Regions from separate parts of the Bombyx mori genome. Here region 2 is linked to region 1. A link is a contact called in public Hi-C data. All regions are on one chromosome and are shown on one strand. The core of a region is the stretch at or near the end of the contact, and the rest is flanking DNA. Distances in the headings are between cores, read along the strand shown.

The links. A called contact is a pair of places that touch in the nucleus more often than the background predicts.
Region 2: a contact with region 1 is called in a Hi-C map of middle silk gland, with 2.3 times the contacts expected there. The contact joins two enhancer-like sites. A contact is called at or near these places in 4 of 7 Hi-C or Micro-C datasets (middle silk gland, posterior silk gland and whole pupa).

What each region holds. Positions count from the first base shown.
Region 1 is chr3:840,666-845,798 of ASM3026992v2, forward strand. LOC101739441 (protein charybde) reads left to right here. Exons shown (of 3, transcript XM_004923883.5): 1 at 1-1,951; 2 at 2,303-2,648; 3 at 2,737-4,297. The coding sequence starts at 1,897. The coding sequence ends at 2,821. Among protein-coding and RNA genes, the nearest start is that of LOC101739441, 8.9 kb to the left of the region's middle. Within about 2 kb of position 2,071, at least 8 of the 8 cell types and tissues checked have open chromatin away from gene starts, as enhancers often do.
Region 2 is chr3:878,783-884,279 of ASM3026992v2, forward strand. No RefSeq gene overlaps it. Among protein-coding and RNA genes, the nearest start is that of LOC101739441, 47 kb to the left of the region's middle. Within about 2 kb of position 2,074, at least 4 of the 8 cell types and tissues checked have open chromatin away from gene starts, as enhancers often do.

The DNA of each region.
Region 1 (5,133 bases), core at 821-3,320:
CTTTAAGTACACAGTAGTCGATTTTGTGGATTTTCGTTGATAAATTTATGTGTTTCATTTTTGGCAACACTACGAATTAGGTTAACGATTTTTGTCTATTTTTTCAGACTGTACAACGTTTGACGGATTGCTATAGTTTATTTACAATTAAAACTAGTATGTAATGAATAGATTTTTTTTTCAATTGTGTTGTAATGTGAATGAATTTTTAGACAAAGCAATGTTAATTTAACTAGCGACAGATAACGTAAAATTGGAATCGAAAATCGAAATCTATATTTAGGTGTCACACTATATGTAAATAATCTGTGACGATTTCGGTGTTACGGCATTATGACCTAAAGATCTTAGTTACCAGGTCATAAAATCCCTTAAAAAAAATGTTACAGCACTCTGACAATGACATCGTCCTTCAGATTTCAAGTCCTTCCTTGTCTTTCAAGAACATCACGATGCTCTCTTAGGTACCACCAATCAGCATATAATGAAACGAATAATTTCAGTGGAAGTTTATTTATTCAAATGTAAATATCCGTTTGACTGATGCAATATTCGAGAAGAATTGCCTACTCCCCAAAGTTAGGTGAAAATTCACTAGAACTTTCTTTCGTATTTACAGTTCGTTCTAAGACGTTATAGTGATTCTCTTTCGATATTAAAAATATTTTTGAATGTTTTATGGTGTAGGTAAAGTTAGTTATTTTACAATATATTTCAATAAAACTTTATACTTTATTCTAAGCGCAATATGGTGTGACATATTATTAATTTGTTTAGTTTTTTTGAATTCAAGAATGAAGATAAGAAATAAAAATTAAAATCCAACAATACAGTTATCATTAATGTAACAAGTGTTGCTAATATGTTGTGTACTTATCGTCTTAAAACAGAAAAAAAAACAAAAATGATATGTGTATCTTCAGACTATTTTCAACTTGTTTTTCACAAAGTTTATTTAATGGAGTACTAAAATGATGTCAAAACAGTCATACGTCTTCTAGTTATTTAAAAAATACACTACTTATAAAACTTTTATTTCTATGTTATCAAGATTTTGCAGTTTATGACCGCTAGTCGAGGATAGTATTTAACAAATTAAATTATGGACTATATCTTAATTCAGTTAAAACTTATAACGTTTTTATTTGTCTTACTTACCTATACACATACAATAAAACAATGAACGATATCACGGAAATCCTTAGACAAACATAAATATGTATGTTTTATCGCTTAGTGTTCTTATCTTTACGTCCAGACTAGTCGACTTGACGCCTGATAAATAAATATACATAAATTATCTATAAAAGATGTTACAATATTTTTATTCTAATGTTTCCTATCGGTAACAAAGGAAAAAAAAACAAATGTCATTAACGAAACACTTTAGAAAAATATATCACTGGGTCTCAGAGCCCGTACGCGTTCGAACAAAGAAAAGCCGGCCGGCTTTCTTTCGTGAGACGACACAGACACGTCCTTCTCACAACACGGCCGGGCGCAACTGGCCTGCGGGGAGGTCGGTGCCGGTTGCGGAGCGACTCCCCGCACCCCCGGCCTCGACTCTCTATATAAATTGCCTGTGCTTCCCGTTTCTATCAGTCCGTCAGAAAGAGCGACAGGGTTGGGTGGGTCATACAGTGAGCCTAGGGCGAGTGACGAAGCCCTGTGGTTACGAGATCAGATCTGATGCGGTCGTGAGCTTAGGACATTTTCATATTCCCATCGATCTCTTGACGATAACTAGTCGCCGGTCCGAAAACCGGTCGTTCAGTGCGAATTAGCAGTACAAAAGAGACTTGTGATATTTTTCTAGTATAAGTTCCGGTATTCATCGGAACAGTTTAAATTTTTTCGTATCTAAAAGTGTACAATATAAGTAAAAATTTGGAAAACATGGAGATCCTGCCGGTCACCAATCAATTTAATGTGGGATTCAACAGCGAAAAAGGTGAGTCTCGACTTTCTATCGAGTGTTGCGAGAGGAAGCCGGCTTTCTAACCGGGCGTCAGCTGTTGCCATGCGGCGCGCGCACCGCCAGCCACTCCACCGGCGGCCGCGGGCCCTGAGGCGAGGAGCCGGCTGACGTCACGTCCAGCTGATCTACATCAGCTGTTACGCTGCGCCCTTCGAGAGACGATCCATATATTATTTACGTTTCCCTTTTCTTGCGTCATTTCACTTTAATTCTAATTGTATACAAGTATCTTTTGTAAAATATAAATTATTCTAATTGGATATTTTTTTTTTAAATACCATTTTGAAATTGGAAATAAAAATGAATTTTTTTGTATTGTTGTAGCGTGGAGCGGGCCGACATGGCGGGAAGCGCCGGCGCCGGTGCCGACGGAAGCGGCGCTGGCCCAGAGGCTCGAGAGAGAACTACGAGCGGCCAAAGGAGCCAGCGAGCTCGCCACCGCGGAGGTCTTAGTGCCGGCGGAGCTGCTCGCGAGGGCGTCGCGGCAGACCCTCGCGCTAGCGGAGGGAGAGCCCTGTGGGTCCCGGGGCGCAGCCGTCATCATCGACGTCGCGGGACGAAGACTAGCAGCCTTCAAAATAGACCCGAATACGTTGACCACGCACGAAATACATCTACACCTTGAACACGACCCCACGAACTGGACGAGTCTGTTGCCGCAATTCTTAAAGTGAGTCTTCTTTTACACTCAATCACCGTGTAGACGTTTGTAGACGCGAGCCCGCTACGAGTTGTACTAACGAGCTTTCTCTTTGCAGAAATTTAACGCGAGGCGGCACCATCATCATCAGCCCCCAGTTCACGATAGAGAAGAAGAAATTGTTCAGGAGCCAGGCGGAGTGATGGCTGGGCGCGAGCCGACTGACTGCCCTCCTCGATCGATATCTACGTATCGTTAATTTGACAAATATCAATATTATTATAATAATAATATGTATATTAATTATTATATATTTTTAATAAGAGAAAATCAAAAGCACAGCGTGATATGTAATGTATAGTGGTAGTGTAAGCGCGGAAGAGCGCGTCGCCGCCGCCTCCCGTAGTGATGCGAAATACACTTTACTTATCGATAAAGTGTCGATGTTCGTGCTGGTCGGGCCGTCGGCGGCGCGCGGCGCGGCGGCGTGCGGCGGCGAGCGTCGATCTCCCCTCACCCCTCTGTCGCCCGCCCCCCACCCGCGCGCCCTCCGCACTTACCTTCGTTCTATGATCATTGTTTGTATTTTATTATTGGATGTTTGAATGATTGTGAATCGCGATGGTTGTCCGCGTGAGTGGCGCGGCGGCGCCGGTGCGCTCCCTATGATCTCAGTCGCCGCCGCGCGTGTGATACTGATAACCCTGATAGGTTTAGTCTTAGGTATTATTTTTTTTTTGTTTGTTTCGAGTTTGATTCTATTCTGGAGTTGCGTAGAGTTTTGTATTTTCACGTATCGTAACTGTATTTGTTCGGGGCGATCGATTCGGTCCGGAAATGTGTACGTTTTTTTTTTGTATTCGACCAGCGTAGGCAGGGACGTAATGAGTCCGAGCGGCGTCAGGTCTGGCCATTAATAAAATCGTACATTTGTTTGTGATACTACTTTTGTAATGTATAAAATTTTATGATGAAAAAGAAATATACTTTATATGAACGAGAGAACACGCATGCAGATGTAGTAATAAAGGCGTAGAGGGCGCAGTGAGCGGCGGGAACGCCTCTCCCCGCACCCCCTACCCCGTAAAGATCTCAGATTATATTAATATAGTTATATATTATAATAAAAAAAAAGTATTAAGTTATTTAAGTTAATATAAAGATTGTAATTTTTTTGTAATATTGTTTTTTCTAATGGCGCGCATTGCCGCGTTGCGAGTCCAGTGGGTGCGAGTCGGTACTAACAGTACACGAGCGTGAATGTGTGATGACGAGGTGTCGAGCAGCAGTGGAATGCATTTCCTTGAACCAGTGTGTGAACTACATTAAATGTATGAACGATAGGCTCGCCGTTCCCGAACGGAATCCACTGAATGTTTTGTATTCTGTATAGGGTTCAGTGTTTTAAACGCACAATATCATAGTACTAGATGTGTCACTACTCATCGATGAAACATGTAAAAAAAATACCACGTTTACTTCTAAAATGTCGACATATACAAAAGAACTAACAATAATGATAATAAGAATAATAATAATAAAAATAATAAGAATAATAATAATAATTGTAAAATGTGTATAATATCAATTGTTTATAATTGATATTTATTTGATAGACAGTAAAAGAAAATGTAGAAAAAAATTGAAGAGTAAAAAAAAATACATAGTTTCAAAAAATATATGTACTTGTTTTAATTTCTCGTGACCCTTACTTGGCCAAGCGGTGCTGGCTGCCGGTAAACCGCCCAAGATCAAACAGACTCGTGCTGTTCAAGTTTCTGTGGGTTATATCTAGACCAGCCTTTCCCAAAGTGGGCGTTAACGCCCCCTTGTACTGCAGGCCCAAAGGGGGGGCGGTAAGAGAGAAAAAATAGGGATGTTGTGTAGAGACTTGTGAGGCGATTTGTAATTTCATCTAGCACCATTTGGACACCGACTGACCTCTCACTATAGTGGTTATTAAGTAGGTGAAAAACTGAGGGCACTAAAAAGAAATTTATTCTCAAAGTGGGCAATAGACAAAATAAGTTTGGGAACCCCTGATCTAGACTGTAGTGCTCCAGATGGACCGTGAACCGTAAGTTTGATTCAATGAAAACTCAAAGCTTCGATTTAAGAAACGAAAAAGAAAACAAAGAAACGAATTTTATCATAAATTAACATAAAGCTTAAGCCAACTAAGAACAGGCCGAGAGTGAGGGCTATAAATTTTGTGTGAACTGGCTCTGAACTGGTTCGGACCGGTTCGCTCGTACCGGTCGTGCGCCCTACCATCCCTCGCACTCATCCTCGTTTAATAGTCGTGTAGGACTGGTCGAGTTGTCTACGTGCACGGAACTTACGTGATCGAAACTGGAGATGACGGTCTTGAATCTAACACAATGTCACTTAGAAGATACCTGAGTAGGCACTAATAGACATATCATCTTCTCGCATTAAAACTGCAATCTCAAAACTTACTAACTTTACAGGGGAATGTTTTAAAATGTGATATTTTTAATAATAGTCATCTTTG
Region 2 (5,497 bases), core at 824-3,323, 38 kb after region 1:
GGCGAGCTCACAGCTCACCTGGTGTTGAGTGGTTACCGGAGCCCATAGACATCTACAACGTAAATGCGCCACCCATCTTGAAATATGAGTTCGAAGTGCTCAGTATAGTTAAAAGGGCTGCCTCACCTTTCAAACCGGAACGCACTACTGTTTCACAGCAGACGGGGTGGTGGTATCTACCCGTGCGGACTCACAAGAAGTCATACCACCAGTAATCGACCGTGAGCCATCCAGCCCAAACGTGATTAAAAAAAAACAAATTTCAATTCATCCACGTCTCCCGTAAACTCATGGTCACTGCCCACCCCTTTATCTGTCGTAAGTCACGTCAGGCCGATAAAAGGAGTCTATTTATTCCCGGCTCCGTTCTCTACGTAAATAGAAAACGTTTCTCTACATAGAGACACTTGTTATGTCATTTTCTTTAAGTGTACTGTACAAATATGTAGAGTTAGTAGAGTCGTAGAGCTTTGTTTACATAATTTTGACAACAGTCTTACAATTAAGATTCTTTTTTATTTCATGTATTATCAATGGGCAGTCAGACTTTTACCCATTTGACGTTTTGTGATTACTAAAGTCTATGGACATCACAACATGAGTACTATATGAATAAACGTATTGTGAGCTCGCCCCATTCTGCCATTTTTTTCCCTACCTATGCTGATGGCCTTGAGAGGCTATTTCAGTTTCACCTTAATACGTAGGTGAGCTCACGGGGCTCAAACCGGAAGTGTTGCTAACACTGGCCCTAGCAAGAGCAATGCTTCGCAGAATCCACCGCCGCATCGGAAACGCGACCCACTGAGAAGATCCTGCGAGAAACTTAGTTGGCTGTATCTATGGGTCTTGCCTTCGAGTTTTGACAGACATTTATACAATATAATTGTGACTTAAACCTAATCGTGATGTCTATGGACTCCAGCAATAACATAACGGCAGGCAGACAATAAGCTCTATTGGTAATTGAATGCAATATTCAAATATCATTGTAGTTAATCTCGAGTTTCGCAATACCAGCTCTACTATACACGTTCTGTCGATGTTTCCAATACACTCTATATACTAGTCCCTAAAGAAAGTCCCGGGAAAATATTGATAATACACAAATTGTTAGTTTTTCATCCGAATTTATTTTGTCACCTTCAAAATACGCTCCTTCTGAAACAATATATAAATGCCAAGAAATAATTCAATCATCAGAATATTTTTTCACGGCTTTCTCCGGAATTGAATTCGTTTCTCGAAGTTCCATTACCGATACAAAATTTATCACAGACTCTTTGTTGTACTATATCTTTTTGTCCATTATGAAATTCGTATTACGCACTAGATATAAATATAATTAAAAACGGCACTGTATTTAATCTAAATAACAGATGAAACTCATACTCCGCGCCAAAATGGAAAACAGATGTGCCAATCTAACGACAACAACAACAAAAAAAAACTAAGAATTAAATTTGGAACCATAAACAAATCATCTAGGTACGTAATATTTTGACTGAATGTACAATGATACGTTTGAAACAGCCGTAACAAACATAGATTTAAAGATCGGCTCGCTAGAAGATCCTCATGTTAGAAACGAAGCAATATTTTATGCAGTATTAGCTTAGCTGCAGCGTTCTTCATATCGTTTATATATCCGAGTGTGCTTAGTGCGAGTTTTTTAACGTTCTCGATAGCGTAAAAGTTTACTCAGATTTGTATGGAATGGGATCGGTTGCCTACGTTTGCCTACGTTAGTCGCCAGGGGCGCTGTTCCAACTGCATACAAATTTTAGTTAACTTTTACGCTATCGAGAACGTTAAAATACTCACACTACGCACACGGTACCACTAAACCAACAGTGTAGGTGAGCTTTCGGGGCTCAAACCGGAGGTGTTGCTAATACTGGCCCTAGCAAAGAGCAGTGCTTCGCAGAATCTACCACCGGATCGAAAACGCGACCCACTGAGACGATCCGGCGAGAAACTCACTGGGCTAAAACTTGCACTAAGCACACAGTACTTAATTAATGCCAAGACCACGATTCCGTTCGCTCGACTATAAAACAAACAAACTGTATCTCCGAAAAACGGTCCAACGATAAACATCCAATCGCCACATATAATACCTACATTCATATAAAAGCCAAACGTCCTCCATACCGAATTTATCAACTGAAACTACACATTATTTGAATAAACTAATCTTAAATGACGAAGAATACTAAACGCCGATGCGCTGCGAACGTAAATGGGTCTTATTTCGTGGACGGTAAGCGAGCAATTGCTATCGGCGCGTCAATCGTTAATGCGAGCGATTTGCGAAAATTATGATAAGGAAACTAGGTTGATCAAATCAGTACGAACTGGTTTTAGGTGGTGGCTGCTCCAATGTGGAAGGGATTTCGGTCTAGATTTCTGTATCAACAAGTCGTTGTACATTCTCGGCGTGGCAACACGTAGCTTAACATTGAACGTATTTGTTACAAAGATAGAACACAGGAGTAATTAACACAGCTGAATTAATGGCGCATCTGGGATTAACTTTAGTATTGTTTAAGTAAGAACGATTGATTGCTTTGTGGCAGAAATAGGTAAGGCTGTGAGACAGATCCGTGCTTGTCGATATTATTATGTTGCTCAAGATATCTTAATATTTTACTTTTATTTCGTAACACTCCCAAAATACTTTTGATGTGTGATAGTTGCTCGAGCAGGCAGACTAGCATACGGCCCACCTGATGGTAAGTGGTTACTTTCGCTCATGGACGTCAGCAATGACACGGGCAGAGCCAAGTCGCTGCCTACCGCTCAATACTCTCCACAAGCCTCGTATGAAGAAGGACATGTCATAGCGCGCAGGAAACACCCGGTCACCGTCCTCACCGAACCCGTCGTTTGCGACGAAGGGCTCGACGAGTAAATTAACCCATAGACACAGCCCACTGAGTTTCTCGCCGGATCTTCTCATTGGGTCTCCGGTTTGAACCTTGTGCTCACCTATACGTCAAGGGCAACCTGAAATAGCCTCTCAATGTTATCAGCATAGGTAGAAAAAAAAAAGAAAAAGGAAGCACTGTGGAACTCATTCCAAAGCTGGATGTAATTAATACTCTATAATTAATAAAAGAAATCAATGCACAGGTAATAGGCAAAAGCATTTTTTTATTAGGCACACAACACACATTGCAAGCTTTCTTTAGCTTACAACAAGTAATGACACAACAAGTAAATAAGATCTGGTTTGTAACATAAGCCATGTGTGTGCGCACGACCAATCAAAATAAATATGCTAAGCACACAATGTTCCTTACAACTATAGGACAAAATAATATGATAACGATAACTAATCTAACTTATAAGGTTACTAGCTGCACCCGTCCGCTTCGCTGGGCATTTAAAATTAACATTATTATTTCTCACCCCCACAAAGATTCTCATCATTAACGCTCCCGCAACTGGTCCAACACTGATATATTATAAATATTAGCCTATCCATTAAGTACATGTATAATATTTTCTACATGGATACCAAATTTCAAGTCAGTTTCATGCATGGTTCAGTAGTTATAACGGAACATCCGTAAAAACCACTGTAGATTTATACATTAGTATAGATGAAAGAAATTCGACTCACAATAAACGCTAAACAATTACACTACTTAATCTAATTTTAACATGGAGCTATGCCCTTGAACATTTTTATAAACATTACTAACTTACATGTACATTAATTGGATCATAGCAAGATATTATATCATTTTTAGAACTATTTATTTTATAAATATTTAGATTAGTATAAAAAAAAAATGGTTTTATTAACAAGGGACAATCCGGAGAAGTTTGTATAACTATATAGATGTATAATAGACCGCATTTTCTTTTAATTTGGTATATATTTGCTCGCTTCGTTATTAGTAAAATTAAATGGTTAGCTATTGTTGCACGAGGTTCAGATTCACAGTTGGTCGTATCTTCAATCTGAGTGAGGTCCGTCTTTAACAGGAGATCATCCTAACTCAGCGTACGCGTGGATGTTGGTTTGTAGCTTAAAGTATTCTCAGGGCTTACTTTTCAATGACCTTAAAATATTATTGAATGTTAAGAATCTGTCAGGAATAAATTCGTGTGGTAAATGAAGTCGTCTGCCAATGTTGTTTTATAATGATGACGTCATTCCAAGAATTTCGCAACACATTATCGTGATCCCGACACGTAATAAGTATTTGGAGGTATTGACAAAGAGAAGATCTTCCACGGAGCGGACAATATTGCTCAGTAGAACGACGCTCCGAATGTCATCCGAATTTGTTTATAGGAAAACTTATCGTGAAAATATCACTAGTACCATTCAGGCATCTGTCAAATGTCTTCGGTTCTATGACGACCACCGTTAAAGGTTCCACTACAAAAATCGTTGGCACGACTACAACTTTTAAGGTGTTTTAAATTGGGTTCAGTTTCCAATACCTTTGAAAGAAAACTCCTATACTGCGAACGCTTAAAGTTTTTCTTTTTTATGATGTTGCTAAAACTTCAAATGTCAATTGACGGTAATGACACTGACAAAATATTAAAGTAGGTTCTTATTATTGTGAACAAGAGACTCGATATATAGATGACCAGCTGTGCCTGTCCGCTTCGCTGGGCATTTAAAATTAACATTCTTATTTCTCACCCCCACAAAGATTCTCATCATTAACGCCCCCGCAAGTGGTGTAGGGAGTCCAACACTCAAATAAATATTTACCTATCCATTAAGTACATGTATTTTCTACATGGATACCAAGTTTCAAGTCAATCGGATGCACGGTTCAGTAGTTATAACGGAACATCCGTAAAAACCACTGTAGATTTATATCTTAGTACAGATAATTCTATATTTTCTAGAACATAAATGACATAAAGTAAAGACTTGTTCATTTTCTATAAAAAATTAACTATAAATAAATAATGTGTTTTACAGAGAAACGCAATTACACGTGCTTTGTAAGCTCTCGCGGGCAGGTACACAAGCACTGTGCCTGTGCCGATTTAAACTTCTCTACAACTGGGACTTAGATCTCATGTCTGAAGGAGGGTGGCGGCATTTTCAATATTATTTTGGGTTATCACTTAAGATCATATGAGCCAAGAGCCCGTTTATCAAATCAAAATTAGTACACAAAAGCGTCAGTGACTACTTAACGTTAGAAGAGTGTTGCGAGTTTGTTTTACAAGTCTCGTTATTATACTACCCGCCCGCAGTCCGGCAGAAACACAAGTGAAATTAATTCGTAACAAACAAAACTGTTAATTGAACGCTATGATTCACTTATTCGAAGGTCGCGCGTCTTTTAACAAAAGAAACGAAAGAACCTCGCGTCTTTGTGGACACAACTATATTAATATAGAACATTACTCATGTGTGTTTGACATGTGTGTTATAATTTCCTTTATGTTTTCCGCGCTTTTCCATTATCGGTTGAATAAAGAATCGTAGTGTCTACGTAATATCTGTGCAAGG